2 separate regions of the Sus scrofa genome follow, and region 1 is linked to region 2. Evidence: chromatin contacts called from public Hi-C data. All regions are on one chromosome and are shown on one strand. Each heading gives the region's core, a stretch centred on a gene start, on an enhancer-like site or on the middle of the called end of the contact. The rest is flanking DNA. Distances are from core to core; before and after follow the strand shown.

Region 1 (4,027 bases), core at 1,517-4,016, 290 kb after region 2:
ATCTTATTTAAAAAACTTGTACAGTGTCAAGAACTAGAAACTGCCACACAACATTGTAGTTGCTTGTTGCTTGCTTAGATAGAGTCCAGCATGGTACAATGGGTCCAAAGTGCCAAATGAGTCCAAACAGAGGGGAGCAGCTCAGAAAATTCTGAGGTCATGCCCTCTGCCATCTGCTATAACCTAAGAAACTTGACACTATCTACTAATTCAGCTATGCCTGCTCCAAGAATCTTTCCCGCTTCTACCTAATTCTTGGAAGAACCCTAGGAGGGTTCCAGGGTATGTTTCTGAGCTTCTCTTAGTATCTAGGGAAGAGAAAATTAGGGAATCAGAGAAGTTGAAACGTCCCAATGATCCGGGAAAGGTCCCAGTTTCAAGAGCCTGCTCCTCAATGATGTCTCTAGGACACTTTTCGGGAACAGAGAAGCAATACCAGCTCTTGACAGCCAACCTACAGGGTCATCAGGGTTAACTGTGCATACAGACCTGTGCAGGTTATGTCACCAACGGTTACTCTGAAGGTGAAAGTGGGCACGTGTATTTGCACATCGGATCTTTCACATTCATAAACCGGGATGTTCTTGGTCTTCATGCCGTATTCATGTAATACCTGAATTGGTGTTTTCCCCGGCTTAGCTGTAATCATCTTCCCCAAACTGCAAAAACCAGAAAAAGCTGTGCTTTGCACGTCAAAACGGGGAGGGAAATAGAAGCATTGAGACTAGTTTTAACAGCCCCTAATGGTGACGCCGAAGGCACCGAAGCTGCCCGTCGGCCAGGGCCAGACTGGAGAGGCTTACCAAGCCTCCGGACCCCGCCGCGGCGGGCAGAGGGCAGGGGGACGGAGGTCTTTAGGGAGATAACTTGAATGCGGGTAGAAGGGAGTAGCAAGGAAATCGGGAGGCACGCACGGGAGTTGCAATCTCCAGTACCAAGCCGACAAAACCCACCGGGGTTGCCGCGTGCTACCTCCGCCCACCCCGCGCAGCCCGAGGTCACAGGAGGGGCGGGGCTGGGCCCTGCTGGAGACCCCGGCCAGCGCGCCAAGAGGGCGGGGCCGAGAGCTAGCCTCCGCTCCAGCAGCAGCAGCCCGGACGCGAGCGCCAGGAAGGGGCTTTACCCAGAATGCCGCTGGATAGCCGGCTCCCCCGCCCCCTCCTCTCCTGCCCACCACTCCTGGCCTTTCCCGGCTCGGTCCCGACCGCCAGGGCACTGACCTGAAGGTCCCGCTGTCCTCGCGCTCCAGCGGCGGAGCCGCAGCGCGATGCCTGCTTTGAGACATGGTGAGAAGGGACGGTTTTCCAGCGGGAGGAAGAGCAGTGCGGAGCTACGTTCTCGCTCACGGGTCGGCCGGTCCCCGAGAGAAGCGATCCGGCGCCGACGCCGCCACCTCCTCCCCTCCTCCGACACCCCTTCTCCTCCCCTCTTGCGTCCCTCCGGGGGACGGGCGGGGGTGGAGCCTCCGTGCAAGAGCACGGTTCCCCGTTCTCCGTTCCCGGCCACGCCCCCTGCTGCCCCAGCTCTGGCGGAGCTCCTCGCCAGCCCCGCCCACCTGCTCTCCAGGCTCTCTAGTGCCCTCCCCGCCCTCCCCGCAGCCCCAGCAGTCCTCAGCTGCAGACGGTGCCCCGCCTTCTGCCCAGCGGCTTGAGGAGACCGCAGTTCTGTGTCCTTAAAAGGAGGCTGTTTCCTGCCTAGAGAGGCTAGTCCGCGGGCTTGCAAGCTTCAGTCTGTGAGGCCTGCAGCTCAGCCTTTTTTTTGAAGGGGTGGGTGGGAGGGGGGGAAGAGGACGATTGCGTCACTTTAAGAAAATGATTTCAAAATTTCAAATGCAAAATTGCCAGAGAGCCTGCCCCGGTCTGGGCCCGAAACGTGAGACTTGCAGTATATCGGCTCCTGAAGGCTGCGGGTGGGCTCGTCCTGTCGCTGAAGCCTGCCATTAGGTGATCGTGGAGACGTAGGGAGACCCACTTTTTTCACCCGGGGTGGGCTTCATTGTCTTCGTCGACTGCTGAGTGCTAGGATAGCGGGTCCCAGCAAGACACCTTAGGTGTAAACGAAGGCTTTTCTTTGAACCCAATTCCAATTAACTGCTGCTTCTGCACACCTGTGTTGCTTGTAATGGCGTTTGCCTGGGATGCACCACCTTTGATGGGACTCAGCTACATGAGATGTCCTATCGCTGCTAGGGGTTTTGCTTGCAGAAATAACCCCTTGTACTTTCTCGTTCTGCTGGATTGCCTGGCACAATACTGATCACACGAAGAGACATTTTTGGAAACTTTTGTTAACTCTCGAACCCTGGATACTTGAAAGCAAAGAAAAAAAATCCGGATCTAATCAAAGTGATTTATATTACTTGAGGCTTGAAACAAGTCTGTTTTTTCTTCCCTCCCTCTTCCCTCTATAGATGTATATCTATTACTATCCATTGTTATGTTTTAATGAATGTCTTATTGAAGGTACCATATAGCCACTACTTCAGAATATGTTAATATCCACATAGCTATGGCAATACATAATTCCAGGACTCAGATTTGTTTCTAAAATTTATTTTTAGCCGTAAAATTCCTAAAAAACAAGCCTAGGAGTTCCCGTCGTGGCGCAGTGGTTAACGAATCCGACTAGGAACCATGAGGTTGCGGGTTCGGTCCCTGCCTTTGCTCAGTGGGTTAAGGATCGGCGTTGCCGTGAGCTGTGGTATAGGTTGCAGATGCGGCTTGGATCTCGCGTTGCTGTGGCTCTGGCGTAGGCCGGTGGCTACAGCTCCGATTCAACCCCTAGCCTGGGAACCTCCATATGCCGCGGGAGCGGCCCAAAGAAATAGCAGAAAGAGAAAACAAACAAACAAACAAACAAAAAAGACAAGCCTAAACTTTATATACTTCTCTAAAGGTTGAGTAACCGAGATAATTATGAAACAAAAATAAATGCAGCAGGACCCTATGTGTCATCTCCAGCATAAGAAATCCCTAGCTCAGAGTTTATTCAGTTATATGTAATATGACTTAGTGTTTTATAAAGTTCTGCATACATTTGTTTCTGTATATTCTGCGAATTTATTTTTATATTAATCACTTGGTTTCATAAACGTACAAGGAAAAATGAATGAAATGTTCAAAGAATGAACTGTGTAGCATAAGGATTTGTAAGAGTACTTTTCTGTTGCCAAAATTATTGTAATGGACTTGTGAAGGAATTCCCTTTGGACTAGATCCATTGTTGGTGGTGTCCAGGGCTCATGTTAGTGGCTAAATTGCATTGTTCCCCATAGGGCCATATGCTTCATTAAAACCTGGCAAATCACTATCACCTGTGACCCTCATCAAGGACATTGGTGATATTTAAAAATTACTAAGTTTTCTGTGTATATTTTAGTGTTATAGACTACTATTCCAAATTAGACTTGCTTTTAGTATATCATTTTACACAGTTAATCTATAATTCATTACCTGAGCACACCAGGGGAGGCAGTGTTGTAAATTGTAGACTGGTAAGCCCCTTGGTGAAACCATGCTTTGTATTTTTAACATGAATAATTATATTTAAAATCAGCAAAACTTAGTTTTATGCCTGATTTTCTTTGAAAATATGTATTTGTTATCTGAGGATTGCAGTTTATGACATTTTGATGCTTTATTAATATGTTTGCTGCTGCTACCAAGAGCTTTGTCAAGCAAGTTGGAGATGGAGGGAGATTAGTTCCTGTTCCAAGCCTCAGTGAGGCTGACAAATACCAACCTCTAAGTCTGGTGGTAAAAAAGAAGCGATGTTTTCTGTTTCCTAGATATAAATTTACCTCAACACCTTTTACACTGAAAGATATTCTTCTAGGAGACAGAGAAATTTCAGCTGGTAAGTTTAAATGTCTATTTTGGAGTGGCATTTTTATATAATTCATAATATAGCTCTTTCAGCTATATTATCAGTAATCTAAAATACATTGTATATGCTGCCTATGTTTGTAATATTTACATTTTCATTGATAAAGGTAACTCATTTTTAATAATATTAAGATCAGCAATGT
Region 2 (3,892 bases), core at 869-3,368:
TATGTTTGTTTGCAATAACTCTGCCATAGCTCAAAAAGCAGTGAAAAGCTTGTTATTCATGTTTACATGTGTATGCCACTCTGAGTTTTCAAAATATTATGATACAAAGAGTGGAGAAAGTGCCTTGATATGCAGTGTCAGCTCACTTTATTCTACCCATTTCCCCTATATGGATGGGTATAGTGCCATCACACCTTATTTGATCATTAATCAATGAGACGTGTAGGAGGCTTTCCCTCTGATATCTAAAACCTTTTTTTTTTTTTTTTTTTTTTTTTTGGTCTTTTGGTCTTTTGGTCTTTTTAGCGCTACACCCGAGGTTCCCAGGCTAGGGGTCCAATTGGAACTGGACCTTCGCCACAGCAACTCAGGATCCAAGCTGAGTCTTCAACCTACACCAAAGCTCACAGCAACTCGGGATCCTTAACCCACTGAGCAAGGCTGGGGATCGAATCAGCATCCTCATGGATGCCAGTCAGGTTCATTAACCTCTGAGCCACGACAGGAACTCCTAAAACCTATTTTTGAAATAATAAAACATACAGAAATACTATGGAGTAGAGTGAAAACATTCTTAAGATAAAATGCAAAATTTAAGAAGGTTAATTCCTTTCCCTTCTCTGATTGTTTATGGTTCTCTGATATTAGAGTTCCGTGAAAGAAATTTTTTTTTCTTTGGCCAGGTGGGAGCATATAGAAGTTCCTGGGTCAGGGATCAAACCGGCTCCACAGTAGTAACCCAAGCCGCTGCATTGACAACTCCAGATCCTTAACCTGCTTCACTGCAAGAAAACTCGTTGTGAAAAATTTTGAGGACCATTTCTTTAGGTTAAAGACTCTGTGTTTGGCTTTTTTTTTTTTTTTTTTTTTTTTTCCTTTTTAGAGAGCAGTTTCAGTAGAGTTTGTTAATAGGAACCCAGATGTTAAGGAGTGAAAGGTGGCGATGGTCAAATGAAGGTCAGTCCCTTGAGAATTTCTTCACATTAAGGTGGAAATATGATGTGTCACAAGGTCCAGCATCTAATATTTTGTGACAGGACAATATGAGAACGTTATTAGTTCAGGTAGAAGCAGCTAATCCAAAAGGTGATTTTGGAGATTCAAGAGTGGGAATGAGTGCATATAATTGACTATGTTCCATAGCAAATCCGAATTTTATCAGCCTAAAGAACAGTGAAATGCCATCACAGTTGCCTCGGTGGTGGGTAGCAATACCTTTAATTTTTGAAGGCGCCCTTCCCCCTACTCATCCAATCTGGACCCCTAGAGAGCCCACAAAGCACTCCACAACTATTTCTGTAATAGTTCCCGTTACGTGTTCTCCGCATTTTCTTCCCCGAAGATGGTGTTGACAGAAACGTCTTGAGATAGATACTTCTGTCATCTTTTCAGCCATCCATTTACAATAGAAACATCTGTGTAAATTACCCTGTCCTTCCCAGCAAATTTCCCTTTAAATTAATCTGCCTTTGGGCACACGCTGGGAACGGTTTAAGGCTGTAATTGTTTGAGGTGGGAGGTGAGGTGTAGTGAGGTATTTCTCTGGGCCCGGGAAGTTTTTGCTCCGGAGTGCCGGGGGCGGGGGCGGTGGGGAGCAGGCACACACCGTCCTATTTCTTTACGGACCAGCCTGAATGATGGCTTGAGAAAGGGGCTGGGCGGCACCTCCATGGAGGTCGCCAGGCTGCTGTTCCCTTCTGAATCCGCTCTCCCACGGTGCTCGGAGCGGCTGTGCTTGAGGCCTTGAGCGCTGGGACCATCTGGGGCCAAGCTCTACGAACCAGGGCTGGCCCACCTCCAAGGGCAGGACCCAGGGAGGGCGGGGTCGCTCCTACGGCGCTCAGGCCCGGGGACGCCCGGGCTGTGGCTCCGCCGCTGTGATCTCTGGACACCAGGGATTCCCACCCGGACCGGGTAGGAGGTGAGCGCAAGCAGTGAGACCCTGCGCGTCGGAGACTCAGCCCGCCCAGCTCCCGCTCTCTGGGCAGCGCGGCGAGGGTGCCCCGCAGGTCCGGCGCGCAGCGGCAGCGCAGGCGGCCCGAGGTTCCACTCAGCGGGGCCAGCCAGCGGGAGCCGGGGGCGGGGAGCCCGGAGCACCGCCCCGCCAGCGCGCCCCGCCCGTGGGAGAGGAGGGGCTGCGGCGCCGCGGACCACTGGAGGCGCCGCACCGCCGCCACCGCCGCTGTCGGAGCCGGAGACCGCGGCTCCACGCAGGCGGCGCCCGCGCCTCTGCTCCCCAGCCAGCTAGCGCGCCGGCCAGTCCGCCTGGGCCGTCTCCCGCTTCCCGCCGCTGCCGCTGCACGATCGGCCGCGCCGCTACCAACCTTCCAGGTAGGTGTCCTAGCTGCGGAGGGGACCCCTGAAGCCGCAAGACGGTGCCCGCGGCACGGCCCGGGGGCATTGTGCGCGGCCGGAGGGCCGAGGACCCTAAGGGACGCGCGGCCAGGCAGCCCGGCTCTGGGCCCCTGAGGCATCAAAGCCCTCCGGGGGTTAGCCTGGCGGGAGAGCCGGGGGCCGCGGTGCCAGTCCCGCCCCGCGACCGAGGTGGGAGGGGGCGTCTGGGTCACGGTCCCCCTCGCTGCCCTCCCCTCCCCCTCGTCGTGGGGAATTCCGGCCGCTAGCATCCCCCAGCGCCGCCCCGCGCCCCGGCTCCCCCAGGCTGCTGGGATACAAGCGAGGGCAGGGAGAGGGACTGATGTAATTGTCGGCGGAGAACCGAACCCGCGCGCCCGCTCCAGCTAACGCCTACGCCGCACCTTTCGGGGAAGCTGGGGAGCTGAGAGGAACGGCTGGGGAAGTTGTGCATTGGGTTTTATTGTGCGCGTGCACTGCAGACTGCCCTCACGGGGCACCCCTGCCCACCCACCCCTGCAGCCTTCCCTGCAGCCTTCGTCCACACCCCCAGCCAGGGCCGAGCCTGCCTTCCCCGGTTCAGACCGGGACAGGGTTTGCATTGCAGTCCAGACGTGCTTCCCCTGCATCGAGCCGGGAGCTGTCCGCAAATCGTTTGGCGGGGGATGCTGGGGGGAGGAGGGGATGGGAAACCTGGGGAGGAAGCCGGAAAGAAGTAATGACACCAGCATATTTTGTTAAAAAGCTTCTGGTGTATATAGGAACATCTGCATGACACCTTTTAAGCTGTTTTTGAAAGTTATGACCAGATACTGATATTGTGGCCATTCTGGTTATATACCTGAAGGTAGCTTAAACATAGAGACCTAAAGCTGGGGAAAGCATTACATAATGGACATGAAGCAAATGACACGAAACTAAGTAAACCCACTGGGTTGCCAGATTATTTCTCTCTCCTGATTGCAAAGTCCTATAGGCTTTTCCTCTATAAGAATTTCCATTTTTAAATCGCTGTACTAGTTTTAGCAAACTGTGATTTTTTTTCTCCAAATAACACAATTTTTCTTGACCATCTTTTCTTAAATGTAATAATTGCATGTTAATGGATAGTTCTGTATCACAGAGCTGATGAATAAACGTTGGAAATCTTTCAGTCTTACCTTTGGAAATCTTTCTCCAGAGGTAAGATTTTTAAATATTCCATCTTAATATCATTAACTTTGTTTCCTTCTTGGATGTATTTTTCCCCTCTCGTCTCCCTTTGTTTTTTGGAAGCATTTCTACAGTTTTAGGTACTGCTAGCTCACAATGTTGATATTCCTATCCAATGCTACAGCATTGCAGATACAAAGACTAATAATAAATGAAACAGAAGACCTCACAGTAACTCAGAATGAGCAGAGTTCCCAAGGTCGAAGGGAAGCTGCAGTGTAACTGGGGTATAATCACCTACAGAGAATATGCATAGCCCTCCTTGGATTATAAGGAAGGCCAGGATTGGTGGAATATTATTTCTGTTATTCTCTTACTCTGGATTTCC

What was found. Hi-C and Micro-C count contacts between places; a contact is called where the count stands out from the background.
Region 1: a contact with region 2 is called in a Hi-C map of skeletal muscle, with 2.3 times the contacts expected there. The contact joins the promoter of DFNB59 here to the promoter of OSBPL6 in region 2. A contact is called at or near these places in 1 of 5 promoter capture datasets (fetal skeletal muscle) and 2 of 47 Hi-C or Micro-C datasets (fibroblasts and skeletal muscle).

The regions. Positions count from the first base shown.
Region 1 is chr15:84,155,098-84,159,124 of Sscrofa11.1, forward strand. It overlaps DFNB59 (pejvakin), which reads left to right and starts at 2,767. Exons shown (of 7, transcript XM_003133509.6): 1 at 2,767-3,855. The coding sequence starts at 3,645. It overlaps PRKRA (interferon-inducible double-stranded RNA-dependent protein kinase activator A), which reads right to left and starts at 1,499. Exons shown (of 8, transcript XM_001927705.5): 1 at 1,221-1,499; 2 at 490-659. The coding sequence starts at 1,285.
Region 2 is chr15:83,870,629-83,874,520 of Sscrofa11.1, forward strand. OSBPL6 (oxysterol-binding protein-related protein 6) reads left to right here and starts at 2,119. Exons shown (of 25, transcript XM_021075890.1): 1 at 2,119-2,331.